Regions from separate parts of the Mus musculus genome. Here region 2 is linked to region 1. A link is a contact called in public Hi-C data. All regions are on one chromosome and are shown on one strand. Each heading gives the region's core, a stretch centred on a gene start, on an enhancer-like site or on the middle of the called end of the contact. The rest is flanking DNA. Distances are from core to core; before and after follow the strand shown.

The links. A called contact is a pair of places that touch in the nucleus more often than the background predicts.
Region 2: a contact with region 1 is called in a Hi-C map of cerebellar granule neurons, with 4 times the contacts expected there. The contact joins two enhancer-like sites. A contact is called at or near these places in 1 of 15 datasets of contacts at CTCF or cohesin (pro-B cells) and 8 of 484 Hi-C or Micro-C datasets (cerebellar granule neurons, cerebellum, cerebral cortex and 3 more).

The regions. Positions count from the first base shown.
Region 1 is chr3:124,066,909-124,073,988 of GRCm38.p6, forward strand. No RefSeq gene overlaps it. Among named protein-coding and RNA genes, the nearest start is that of Gm40144, 63 kb to the left of the region's middle. Within about 2 kb of position 1,278, at least 6 of the 459 cell types and tissues checked have an H3K27ac peak or open chromatin away from gene starts, as enhancers often do. A contact at or near this core is called in cerebellar granule neurons and cerebellum, where this site is marked.
Region 2 is chr3:124,267,724-124,275,412 of GRCm38.p6, forward strand. No RefSeq gene overlaps it. Among named protein-coding and RNA genes, the nearest start is that of Tram1l1, 49 kb to the right of the region's middle. Within about 2 kb of position 2,993, at least 3 of the 459 cell types and tissues checked have an H3K27ac peak or open chromatin away from gene starts, as enhancers often do. A contact at or near this core is called in cerebellar granule neurons and cerebellum, where this site is marked.

The DNA.
Region 1 (7,080 bases), core at 28-2,527:
ACCACCTGCTTCTGAGTCACTACTGCTCCCACAAAGAAAGAGCATGTTAAATGGTGCTACAAGTTTTTAGGCTGGTGCTTACCTTTCAATGACAAGGTCAATATGGCAGCAAGTAGGATTTCATTATAATTTAAATATAGCCCTTTTTTTTTCTGGACCTTGTGGTACAGGTCTGTAATCTCTGCTACCGAGGAGGAGTGGAGGTTGGAGAGTGGTAGATATCTGTCTCTCCAGGTTAGAGAGCAAGTTCAAGTTCACCTTGAGAACTAATGAGAGAGCTAGAATACAACCCAGCAGTGGGACACCCGTCTGGCATTAGGTTCAATCCACAGGATGCTGCCAAGATGCATGCTATTACTGTATCCTCATTATTGTGAGCCAGACTGACTGACAGAGGATGCTGTGCATTCCCTGCTGCAAACTACCAAACACAAAGAGGTCAGCACCAGTGCACCGGAACAGCATGCTACTCAAGAAGAGTTCTCCTCTAACATGAGTTTTGTTAAAGCCTCCTGCCACATCCATCAGATTTCCATTTGGTTTGATTGGAGTGTTGAAACAATGAGACTGTTGATTTTGCTTGTTCTTACCCTTCTTCAAAATCCAGTTAAAGTCTAATTTCTCTTCCTAGAGACTTTCATGAGCACATGTTGACATGTAATGACATGGGTACAGAGACCTATGTGTATCTGTGCGGATAAGCACATTCTGCACATATGGATCCATGAACACAATTGTGGATGTGCACAGACAGATACAGAATTCTATGCATGTCTGTGTGCATAAATACACTTTGTACATATAGAACCATGAGAACCCTTGTGTATGTGAGCTGACATGAATACAGAGCCATAAGGTGTGGGGAAGGATGAGGGATACTTTTGTTCAAAATGCTGTTTTATTATAGCACTGGATCTCTAAAATTTGTAATGGTTCAATGTCTTTAATAAACAGTTAATATCTGTGCTCCCGAGAAAGTCCAATATCCTAAGCTAGTCAAAATGCATCATTTTTAATACTCAGAATTCCCGAGGTAGAACAGTGATATTTTTCATATAAAAATTCTGCCTTTGGGGCATCAAGCTTTTTCAGCTTTAAATAAGACAGAATTGATTTTGCTGCAGCAGCCTAGTTTTTTTGTGTGGACCTATGTTAAGATAGTTTTTTTTAATTAAATGTCAAATCCAGCTTGGCACCAGAGATGCAGGGTGTGCTTGATGTTTGAGGAAAACTGTCAGCCTGTCTCTCCATGTCAAATTGCCAGCTGCCTGCCCATAATTAGTTTGGGCTAAGGGCTCACTGTTTGGCTGAACCTCATATCACAAATGGCTCAACACTGTGTGACTTGGGGGAGAATGGGAGGCAAACTATTTGTCTTTGAGAGACTGAATTTTATACCTTAAATTATTTAAGGTTACTTTGGAAACTTTTCGTATAGTTGCAACAATAAGTCAGAAATAGCATTCAGAGGAAGGCATGAAAAAGGAAAGTGGAAATCCGGTTTAAGGGCAATTCTTAATGACTTACCGGATCTGTTACTATTGTATAAAGAGAAGACTTTAATTCAATCTGTCATGTGTTTTTAAAATTAATTAGTATGGTTTTCTTCTTTGTTTTTTGAAAATTCCAAGCTGAAAACTAAATAGTCAAGGTACCTGACTCCTGTCTTAATTCTTTAAAATGCTCTCTCTAAGATGATTCATTTTTTTTCAAGATGACATCGTCTTCTAATAAATTAGAAGGCAGCTGCAATTATCCATGTAATTAAAGCCTCCAGCTCTTCATAAAAGTCGATAAACCAAAAGGAAAAGGATGAAGCACTTTCTTTACTTAGGAGACCAAGAAAGAAGAGACACACTGTGGGCTCAGCAAGGAAAAGCAGGCACTGAAAGAGAACTAACTGACTGATAGATGACAAGATTGCCTTCCCCTGAGATAGCAGTTCTGCCCAGGCAGAACTAGGAACTACTTTTTATGCTAAAGGCCTTTATTTATTTGGCTTGTTTTTTGATCAAAATGCACAACACTCTCCTCTTTCCTTTAGAATTCGCTTAATTTTAATCCTTGTGCTTTCAACTTTTCTGTTCTCTCATTTTTAAATTGTAAAAAGAGGGGTTTAAAACTGTAGCCTGACAATAGTTTGCTTTTATTACATCATTAGTCTATTTATGTGTGATATAACCACTAATGGGTTCACATTTCATTTGTCACCCACTTTTGGTCTCTCTCTCTCTCTCCTCTTTTTCTTTCTTACATTTGATTAATTTATCTTTTTCTATTTTTCCCTTCTCTTATGGTAGAACACATGCATATCTGCTTTAGATGGTTGTAGGAATTTAAATGTAAATATTAAACTTGTGAGATTCTGCAGTGAATGTCTCACTTAATCTTTTTCCAGGAAAATAGAAGGATCCAGGTTCAGTCATCCGATCTGAAATGTGTAATGACACTTTTTGGCACTGGAAGATTCTGCTGCCCAGGTGTTTAATGGAGTTGGCATTTGTCTAGGTTTATGCACACTTCCTTCCACTGCCTTCTGTGTCTTTTTCCTTCCTTTACAATAGGTCATTTTTTGAGACTACTTTGCATTGGTGGTCTTAGATTTCTTTTTGCAAAGTCTGCTGGTGGCATGCTGCTATTTTTGTTTGTTTGTTTGACTGAAAAGTTATCTTTGTATTTCTCAAGCACATATTTTACAAAAAAAAAAAAAAAAAAAAAAAAAGGCCTTTGTTTATCCTACCCTAACCATAGCAAAACCAAATGGAGCTCTATCTCTTTCTACTCCATATTATCTTCTCATCTTAGTCGAGTTCTCCATCCTGGAGATTCCAGCGCGTGGACAGCCTCCTCTGACATCCTCACACTGCTCACATGGGAGGAATGAAGCCCAAGCAGAGCTTGAGAAGAACTTAGAAAAGGCTCACACCATCCACTGGGTGGAGCATAGGGTTCCCAATCCCCAGTGAAGGAGCTAGTGAAAGTACCCAAGGAGCTGAAGGAGTTTGCAGCCCAATAGGAGGAACAACAATATGAACTAACCAGTACCTCCAGAGCTCCCTAGGACTAAACCACCAACCAAAGAAAACACATTGTGGGACTCATGGCTCTAGCTACATAAGTAGCAGAGGATGGCCTAGTTGTTCATCAATGGGAGGAGAGGCCTTTCGTCCTGTAAAAGTTCTATGCCCCAGTAGAGGGGAGTGCCGAGGCAGGAAGCTGGAGTGGGTAGGTTGGTGAGCAGGGGTAGGGGGTGGGGTATAGGGGGTTTTCACACTGGAAACCAGGAAAGGGGATGACATTTGAAATGTAACTAAAGAAAATATCTAATAAAAAAATTCATAAAAAGAAAAAAGTAAGTCAAAAAAGAGTTGCTCTGGTCATAGTGTCGCTTCACAGCAATAAAATTCTTTTTTTTTTTTTTTTTTTTTTTTAGTTTTAAACAATTTTTTATTAGATACTTTCATCATTTACATTTCAAATGCTATCCCAAAAGTCCCCTATACCCTCCCCCTGCCCTGCTCCCCAAACCACCTACTCCTGCTTCCTGGCCCTGGCATTCCCCTGTACTGGGGCATATAAAGTTTGCAAGACCAAGGGCCTCTCCTTCCAATGACAGCCAACCAGGCCATCTTCTGCTACATATGCAGCTAGAGACATGTGCTCTGGGGCTACTGGTTAGTTCATATTATTGTTTCTCCTATAGGGTTGCAGACCCCTTCAGCTCCTTTGGTGCTTTCTCTAGCTCCTCCATTGGGGGCCCTATTTCCATCCAATAGATGACTGTGAGCATCCACTTCTGTGTTTGCCAGGCACTGGCATAGCCTCACAAGAGACATCAGGGTCCTGTCAGCAAAATCTCAGCAATAAAATTCTAACTCAGACAAGAAAAAATAAAGAAAAAAAAAGAAAGGAAAAGAAAGAAAAAGAAAAAGAAAAAAGAAAGAAAAAAGAAAAAAGAAAAGGAAAAGAAAAAGAAAGAGAAAGAGAAAGAAGAACATTCTGATGGGGGAGAGGTACCAAGGCAGAGTCGCTCACAGTGTTCTAGCTTAATAGGCTGTGTTCACTGTTCTGAGTTGCCATTGCTGTCCTGAAGACAGCACTCACACTGAAGTCATTGTCATCATGAATATGTCTGCTTACTCTTAAGATCTTATGGGTTTCCTTAGCTTTCTGAAACTCATTGCTCTGTGTCTCATATACATGTATTTTACTTACTTAATGTATCGCTAATTGGCTTGCATCTAAGGATTAGAGACATTCCTGAATTCTGCTACACCCTCTCATTATTTCTTCAAATCTTGCTTTAAATCCATTTTATTCACACAATCATTATCTATTTACTGAGTGATGACTCTGTTAAACATTCTGTGAGGCTTTGAGAATACAGAAGTAATCAAAGCAATCCCAAGGTTGTGCTGGCATTCTGTTGCTGATAATAAAAGTATAAACAGCAAAAATTGGTAGCATATAGAGTAATGATAAGTTTGGCTCTTCAAATTTGTTCCTTTACTATACATGGTTGTTTTACTTTCCATGATATAAACAGGCTAAAAACATTCAAGACTACCAAAGCAGCCTTTCAGAGAATACAGGAAGCAATATTTTAAGCAGAAGAAAATGAAATGAATAAATATACGAATACAAATTTCTGTGTCTATTGGATGATACTGTGTGTTTAATTGTAGGGTTTTGATCCCTTGCATTATGAAGCAGGGTTAGAGGAACCTAGATTACATAGTACACTGACACAGCTGCCTCTCACTCCAGTTTCTTAGTGGTCACCTTTGAAAAAAGTGTTTAATTTATTAATTCTTTTTCTAAAAAATAACATTTTTGCATATTCAGGTATCTGTGTGAGGGTATCTTTTACATCCTGACAAGCAGATGATGGATGGATGAGGTCCCACTGGAACTGCAGTTGTAGATTAGATGCAGGTGCTTCTGCTAGAGCAACATCGTTCTTCATCAATGAGGTTTCAATTCATTCCTAAGGTTAATATTTTGACAATGCCGAACCTATCTTTTCCTCATTGTTACATCTATGAAACATTTCTGTAAAAGTACAAGTCCATTGCTATTAGATCCATAATTTCATCTAAGACCTACGTCTTATATTGAGGGTAGTTTTTTAAATTTCTGTTTTGTTTTTGTTTTTGCTTCACATTTACCTAGATTTTGTGATGTATGAGTTCTTTATTGTCACTTGATTATCAAGTTATCCCAGCACAGCTTGATGAACAGGCAATTTTGTGGAGTGTTGATGCTGATGTCCTTGTTTTTCTAATGAAATGATCCCCCAATGTATAGATTTTCATTTTACCTCCTCTAATTTATTTTCTGTTAAACAGCCAATAGGCTGCTGCTGCCCCCTCTTCCCCCCACCCCTTGTCTTCCCACTCCTCCTTTTTCTTCTTTTAGTATGACCATTTATTAACAAAGGGAAGTAATTGATTCAAATAAGAGTTCAACATGCACCCTTTACTTAATGCCTTGTTTAATTTTTATTTATGTTTATATAATATAATTGTAAAGTTTTTAAAAATATAACATTTGCCAACTGATTTTCTTATTGGGCAAAAGAAAAACAGATATTAAAGTTTTACCCAATGGAGGAAGTATTTGTGTTTGTTAAAAGGTATACACTTTTAATTTCAATCTCAAACTTTTTGCCTAAGAAAGAGCATTTTATGACCACATGTTATTTCTCCAAAACTAAATTAGAGCGAGAAAGGAATAAGCATATTCACTGCTAGTCTTTTATCTTCATTTAAAGGGTATGCCAATGTAGTTTTGCACTTTTGTAGAGATAATCTCTTGTACACTATGTAAAAGCATTCACCTGTCAAGAAAATGTTGACTGTCCAATGAGCTAAAGCAGGGTTAGAAGATGGGATATCTGGCACAAAGAGAGGAATTCTGGGGTTGGGTGAGACAAGGGGAGATTCTCCTGGACACCGTAATCTGAGGACTAGATAACCAGGCATGCGGCATGACTTAGACTACCTTAAGCGGGTTAATTGAGCTATGAGCTTGTAGAAATGATTATTGGACTAAGCATGTGTACTGGCTAGTTTTGTGTCAACTTGACACAGCTGGAGTTACCACAGAGAAAGGAGCTTCAGTTGAGGAAATGCCTCCATGAGATACAACTCTAAGGCATTTTCTCAATTAGTGATCAAGGGGGAAGGGCCCCTTGTGGGTGGGACCATCTCTGGGCTGGCTGTCTTGGATTCTATAAGAGAGCAGGCTGAGCAAGCCAGAGGAGGCAAGCCAGTAAAGAACATCCCTCCATGGCCTCTGCATCAGCTGCTGCTTTCTGACCTGCTTGAGTTCCAGTCCTGACTTCCTTTGGTGATGAACAGCAGTATGAAAGAGTAAGCCGAATAAACCCATTCCTCCCCAACTTGTTTCTTGGTCATGATGTTTGTGCAGGAATAGAAACCTTGACTAAGACAGCATGGATTCACACAGAAGAGGTCTCTGAGTAGTTTCTCCAGGGAGCATATATGCAGTTGGGAAAGCTGGCAGTTACACTCCTGCACCAAGTCTTATCCCAACTCTGTGGACCCCCATATGACTCTGAGCTGTTCTCTTAAGTTACTCCTGCCTCACTTACATAGGGACTTAGTTTTCTGCTCATGATTATGATTTTTCATAATCTGTTATGAAACTGTTATGATCTTTCTACAGAGCAAAGGATGTTTTCCTCCCAAATGTCTGTATCATTGCCCTTTTCTGTTTAGTTTGGTTTCATGGCGATACCTTAACACAGGGTGTAACCTGCACCCCAAAAGCCAATAAATGGTTGCTTCTCTCTCTCTCTCTTTTTTTTTTTTGAGGAAAAAATAAAATCTGTTTAGATAACATTTATATTCATATCTATTTTTAGACACCCCCTAAAAAGAAATGGTAACAAACCATTTAAAACCATGTGAAACCCTCTAAAAATCCAAAACAAGAACTAAAACTTTGTAAAAGCTATTAACTTTCAGTAATCTTGGATCAAGCATTAGTGTTTCACGGTAACATCATCTCTTTCTTCTTTAGATTGTACTTTATGCTACAGTTATTTTTATTCTG
Region 2 (7,689 bases), core at 1,743-4,242, 200 kb after region 1:
TTGAGGAGAAATCTACCCTGGAGCCTTGGAAGCAGGTTGTGATTGACATTAAGTTTGCTGAAGTGTGGCTGACAGCATCAGTATGGCTGATAGTCCAATAATTAAGAAATGAATAAGAGCATATGTGTTATTATTTTGTGTAAAGTGTCAATAAACTTTAAACTTACTGCTCAAATGCTCCTCTGAGAAAATGAAAGAGCCGTTGTTTCTCCCATTTCCAACACAAGCACACTGAGAAGGTTGAATAAATGCTGAAAAGGGAGATTTATAAATATTTATTATAGAACATCTGATGTAAATTAATGCATACTGACTGTAAATTCAATGCAATTCAATCCGACAACTAGGACCCAGCGATAATAAAAGTCACTTCTAAATCGGAAGTATTTCCTTTAAAAGAGAAGAATCAGATCAGCACATCCCAAAGGCACATCCCAAATGCCTCTGGAACTCACAGGCATTAACGATCTCATTTTAGGATAGTCTGTTTACGCTTACTAAAAGAGCTAAGTCTCTTTTTAGCTTTAGGTATAGTATATTGAATCTACGTTATAAAAATGCATACTTACACAGGAGTCAAAGATTATTACTTTTTTTTTCTCAAGACAGGGTTTCTGTGTAGCCTTTGGCTGTCCTGGAACTCCCTCTGTAGACCAGGTTGGCCTGGAACTCAGAAATCCACCTGCCTCTGCCTCCCAAGTGCTGGGATTAAAGGTGTGCACCACCACTGTCCAGCATGAATCAAAAATTATTTAAATTAAAAAAATATATTAGTTTCTTAGAAACATATGCAATTTTTACAATACCAATGCCAGGCTTTACATCGTAGAGTAAGGTGTAAAATTGGTTTAACACAGAAACAATTCCGTAATAAAATTGTACATTCTCCAAGATTAGTCATATTAATTTATCATAATCATTAAAATTGTCATCCCCCAAACATAGATACAAGTAATAATATATATACTGAGTAAGGTATATTTATATTTATTAATATACATATACATGCATTTAAATATATGTGTGTAAAAACAAATGATGGTAAGTAGAGGCCATGAATTTGGAAGAGAGCAAGAAGGGATATATGGGAGTGTTTAGAAGGAGGAAGAAGAGGGGAAAATGGTATAATTATCATTTCAAATGAAAGAAATACTTTTTAAAATCTGAGGAAAAGGAGATATTTATATTTCTCCATGATAAAAGCATCAAAAAGTAAATGCATATAAATTATCTTTATGTCTTTTAAGTATTCACCAATATGTGTTCTTTCTTACTGCTTTTCAAATACATTTTAGGAAACATATATTTACCATTTTGGACTAGTGCCATAATCATCATATTTCCTACAACTGATTCTCTAAATTAAATGAACCATTAAAAATGAAATCAGAAGATGCATTTATAAAAGGGAAGAATTATTTATATTTGTTTGTGTATTTTTGAAATTGATTTAAAAAGCATTAACAATCTGAGAGGCTGGGGTGTGAAACTTTTGACAGTGGAGTGATGGTGAGCCTTTCATTGATAAGTGATTTATGTTCTAGAAAAAGACACATGATGTCGAGAGTAGCATTTCATGTTGGCTTACAGGACCTTAGCAGGAGACCTCAGATATCTGATTTACAGGATGTTAGCAGGAGAGCTCAGATATCTGAGCGCGAGTTTGAGCATCCGTGTTGACTGTGAGCAAAGGCCATTTGATGAGGAAGCTGAGAATATACTGTAGAGCGGACAATGTCAGCCAGTGTGGAAGTTCATAGCTGCAAGCTGAGCTCTTGGGAAGCTGAGGGGCAAGAAAACTGTTGTGAATTTAAGTAACATATTGGCTTCATGACAAGACCTTACATAAAAATAAAAATTAGAGTCTCAGATCAGAAAACAAGAGTGTAGCAAGTACTACGTTCTTGAGTAAGAAAAGGGAAAATATACACATATTCACATATACTTTTCATCGTTCATGGGAAAATAGAAAATATAGAGATTATACATAAATTTAAAATACAATGTTCATATCCTAAATATTATTTAAAACTCATAAGCGTGATTTGTTGTTCTGTGTATTCAAAATGGCTTATGGGTTTATATTATAATCAAAATATTCATAGTTTGTGATATTATTACAAAGAAATAGTTTACAATTACAAGTCTATTTAGATTTTTAATTCTTGTAAGTTTATTTATTTTATCTTATGTATATGAGTCTCTTGGTTGAATGTGTGTTTGTGTAGCACATATGTGCCTGGTGCCCATGGTGGTCGGAGGAAGGCTTCAGATTCCCTGGAACTGAAACTAGGTGAGAGCTGAGATACAAACCTAGATCTTCAGCAAAAATAAATGCTTTTAACCACTGACCACTGAGAGAGCCAGGATGGATGTTCAGTGTTTGGTCATTACGTAACTAAAGTCAGTCTACACTGCCTCTTGTATGATTTTGTCCTATTTTATTTTTATTTTACCGTAACACACACACACACACACACACAGAAGTATGTATATATGCATATATATATATATATATATATATATATATATATATATATATATATATACTGTGAAAACTAAATGTTTATTGATAAAATATTAAAGATGGATTTGTACTTGAATTGTTTAATAAAAGCGGCATTATTTTAAAGGATGTGTTGACCAGAGCCATTTAATTTATAAAATGTATCTTCAATTATTTAAATTTACATTTGAGCAAATATCATCAGAATGTGTGCTGGTCTGTATATTTGGTGAGTGGATGCCTGATGCAGAAAGAGCTGTGTCCAATGAGAGGTGGCTCACCCTCTGACTCCTCAAGGATACCATGGTCTTAAAGTTAATGAAAAGATGTTAAGATGAGACAGTTTTCACAGGAGAAAGAGCAGTCTGGGTGAATACCTCTTCTGCTCACACTTAGTATCTAAGTCGGGTTTTGATGTAGAGAGCAGTGGCTCAGGGAAAACGGGGATGGGAAGAATCAAAGAGGTGGCACATGGCCACATGGAGTTTCTTCCAGATGACACGAATTAAAACCTACTCACCGTGAAGGCGTTAGAATGGAACAGGCCATAAGGAAGCCATTTGCAATGTCTAAAAATACTTTGCTTATGGACAAATGACACAATGCCATTAGTGAAATGGAGGTTTTAATGACAAATTTTCATTACAGAAATTTAAAACAAAGTGGACATATCTAAGGTGACATCTAGCTCCTTTGTGTCAGCCCTGATAAGTTAAATGCACCTAGTTTATATATTCATATGGAGAGGAAAGCTGTCAAATGCTCGTTTTCAATTTTGGAACTTCAATTTATTTTTAAAATGGATGTATTACAACATAATAGCCTCGGTAACCTCATTTTTTTTTTAACTTCAGTTTTGGCTTGTCCTTGTAGATCTGTTTTCAAGGTCATTATTATGTCACCAGCGAAGGCAAGATGTGTACAACTGTGCTTACAAATTTTATTTTTAGATAATAATTCATTTTCTGAGAATGTGTTTAGTGTATAATCTATCCTTTACTTCTTATCCCTTGTTGCAATATTACAGGGAAACGAATTTTAATGTATATAAGAGGAAATGAGAAATTGGAGTTTCATGCTCTCAAAACTGCCTTGCATGTCTTTTGAGGCTGAGAAGAATAGGGTCTGTGAGCAATTAAAGCCAGGAATGAAGGGAAATTATTCTGGAGGTTATGAAAAGGGATTAGTGGTAAAATTAGGCAGGATCACGTGTCTCTAACCTGCTTGATTATTCTGCGCTCCTTGTTGCCTGCAGGACACAGATAACTGTTTCTGCATTATGTCTTATGAAACTAATGAATGATTCAGGATTGCTATTTTAAATCACCGGTAAAGTAAAAAAAAAAAATACAAGGGCATTATATGTTTTCTTCAAAAGATAAGAAAAACTATTATCAAAGAAATCATTATGCACAACCTATAATGTGCAGAATGCCATCAACATTTTGCATATTTCATGAATCACTGGCTTAGTAAGCTAGTTTCTGAAATAAAATAAAATACATCTAACAATTATATTAACTGGGCTTTCCTTAATCCCAGTATATGGAAACACTTCTGCGAGTAGAGTGGCATTGACTTTCCTAGGATCCCTATGGGACCTGTCAAGAACGAGTGCCAGAATCTTTGCTCCATGAGACTGAACTGGTAGGAAAGAGAAAAAGAATCCAAAGGGATCCCAAAGTTCCTGATGTTTTACTGCCTGGATCAAGTTAACCTTAGCACAAGTAATGCTCACTACAGAAATCAGCATTCATGAATAAAAGAGTTTAAATGGTCAATTTGCCTCTCACACGCAGAATAAAAATAGCCACCAGAGAAGGTGTACCAAAAAATGTCTGCAGGGTTCTAGAAAGTATCAAGTGACAAGTTGACACTGGCCATTAGCTTATCACCCTCTAGTATCTCATATTTTTCTGTCTATAGATAGGCAGATAAAATATCTATATAGATATAGATATAAACTACACACTTGAAAGATTATTGATCAATAGAAATCACATGCATTAAACAGTATTTAAGAGAAAATGTATAACCAGATTTTAAAAAAAATGAAAATCATAAAGTACATTATGTGAATTTTTAATGCTACCACTTTGATTAATTTTTTTCTAATTATTTAATTATAAAATCACTGTGGCTACAGAGTATTTGGATTGTGGTTTTACTCATTTTATTATCTAGCCTTCATGGAGAACAGAGTAGCTTCATATATATACAAGCTCTCTTCATTTGACCCAGTCCATGGCTGAGGAAGGGCAGACTTTTCAAATTCACCATTTATTACCTTGGTCTTTACGAGTTAGCTTGTAAGTTCTATGTGTTATAAAAAGTAACAGGCCCTATCATGGCATTTAAAAATGCACTCTGTTCTTCTGCATCCTAGCCAGCTCCTTTTCTCCCCATTTCACTGGCCTCCTGGCCTCCCAAATCCCCATTTCACCCTCATGGTACAATTAGCTCAGCTCTATCTTTCTTTTGCTTTTTGTTCTTCTCCTTTTCTTCATCCTTAATATCTCATAATCCTCCTTTATGGTTGTCTTTCTAATTTCACAATCTCCACTCACACACATATAAGATCAGGGTCTGGGATTTGAATGACAAAGAAAATGTAGTATTTGTGCTGAGAGATGGCTCAGCCGATGAGGGCATCTGGTACCAAGCTAATGACCTGGGTTCCATCCCCACCCACAGGATGGAAGAAGAAAATCAACTCCTGCCAGCTGTCCTCTGACCATACAACAGTTATGTAGCAGGAACAAATGCACAGACACCTATAGACACCAAAATATCAATAAATGCAATTTTATTTTTACACTTTATTAAAAATATTTTTTCCATACAATATATTCTGATTATGGTTTCCCTTCTCATAGCCTCCTCACCTCTCCATCCACTGAAATTTGCAATAGGAACACATATAATTTTGAAAGATAATGTAGCAATCTTCCCTAATCTGGCCTATTCTAATTAGCACCCCATTTGTATCCATTTTCCCTCAAGTGTCACGATTTCAGTTTTCTTTGGAGATGGAATAAATCCTATTGTGTAGGCATAGCACACTTTCTGCATCCATTTATCTGTGGATGGACAACTAGGCTCTTTTTCTATTACATATCATGCCTAGAGCAATAATATACAGCATTGCACAAGTACCCCTCTAGCAGGAATCAGGAGCTTGTAGCTAAGGTTTGTGGCAGTGCGCATCCATAGTTCTCTGCTGACTGCCCTTCACTCCTGATATAAAAACGGAAATTGAAGAAATGTTGAATTTTTCTATTGAAATAACAAAACAAAGAGAAATTATTATTTTGACATTTGAGCCTGAGCCAAACCATTTACCTTTCTCCTCATATTCTTTTCTGTTTATATATAAATTCTAAAAACTGATGTGCTGTAGTGAATATTGGGAAAATCAAAACAAGACTGTACAGAGAATAAGGTGGAATATCTGTGATTTTTTTATTATTACTATTATTTAGTTTATTATATAATTAGCCACTACTCTTTCCTTTCATCCCTCTAAACTTTCCATATAACCTTCCTTGCTCCCTCTCAATTGCATGGTGTCTTTTAAAGTTAACATATATATATATATATATATATATATATATATATATATATATATATATATATCCATTCATGTGTGTGTGATATGCATACTACAGTGTGGATGTGCACAGCAGAGTATGGATTCAGGGTGTCACTTTTCACTTTCCACCCTGTTAGAGGCAAGGTCTCTCTTGTTTCTGTGACTGCCTGTAGATGAACACTGTAGCATTTACCTTCTTACATAGGTGCTGGGCTCTGATTTCAGGTTGTCGAGTTTGCCCAGAAAGTACTTTGCCCCACTAAGCCCGCTCTCTGGCTCCAAATCAGCAATGGACTTTTAATTTCTCTATACTTTTCTGCTTGTAATTCTTAATGCTGATTATTGAAGTGACAGGACCCAGAATCACCAGGAAAACAAAACTGTGAGTGTGCATAAGGGGTTTGTAGATTGGGCGAGCAGAACTATCCTCACTACAGGCAAGACCCACAATGCCATAGGCTAGAATCCTCCAGTGAGTGAAAGGTAGAAAGCTGAGTAACAGTGGTCCCTGCGCCCTGTTTTGTGACTGCAGATGCAGTGAGACCGACCGCTGCCTTGTATTTCTGCGCCATGTTTGCCCTGGTGGTGCACTGGACCCTCAGACTGTGAGCCAAACTAGACCCTTCCGTCCTTAAGTTGTCATGCATTGTGTTCACAATATTAAAACTGTAGTACACTGCTGTGTATGGATAGGATATTTTCTTTGTCTCTGATTCTCAAAAAATTGTATAAGACCCAAAATACCCGTCTTAAGACTATGGACAGATATAGTTTACATTTTAACTTACCAACTTCTAACATATTTCTTTGAGTTTAAAAAAAAATACGCTTGATACTCTTCTTCTTAACAGAGATTGATGATAAAATATTCACTTTATTTCATTTATTTTAAGGGCTCTTTAATTTATTTGTCAGAATTTATTTAATATTTTCTATTATCTTTCATAATTTAATATGAAATCACTAACATACTTTTCAGTTTATTTCCATTTCAGGATGTTCTTAGTATATTATGAAGTGGAACTTTAATGATATGTCTATTTCTTCTGAATTATTGAATGTCTCTCCGGTCTTTCATTTTGGGATTTTTGCGGAGTTAGTATTTTATGAAGATAGATTTTTATGAAGATGAATTAAGGGTCGTCAAAACTGCCTTCATCTACCCCCTGTGCGGATCGTAGAAAGCAGAATATTAGATTGGAAGCTTCCTTCTGAGTTAGAAGGTCCCGCAGCATCAAAATCCTCTCTGTGTGATCTGAGAATTCTGCGGAAGCATTTTCTGCTTTAAAACCAGCTCCTGTTTCCCTGGGGTTTCCAGCCGCGATTGCAAATGCGGTTCCTGGAGCTACATTGCCCCCATGCGACCGAACAGGAGAACGGCACAAAAAATGAAACCTTTGGTTTTTGTGTTTGTTTGTTTGTTTGTTTGTTTTTAGATATTTTCTTTATTTACATTTCAAATGTTTTTCCCTTTCCTGATTTCCCTTCCGAAAATCCCTATCCCATCCCACTCCCCTTGCTCACCTCCAAACCCACTCCCACTTCCTGGCCCTGGCATTCCCCTACACTGGGGCATTGAGCCTTCACAGGA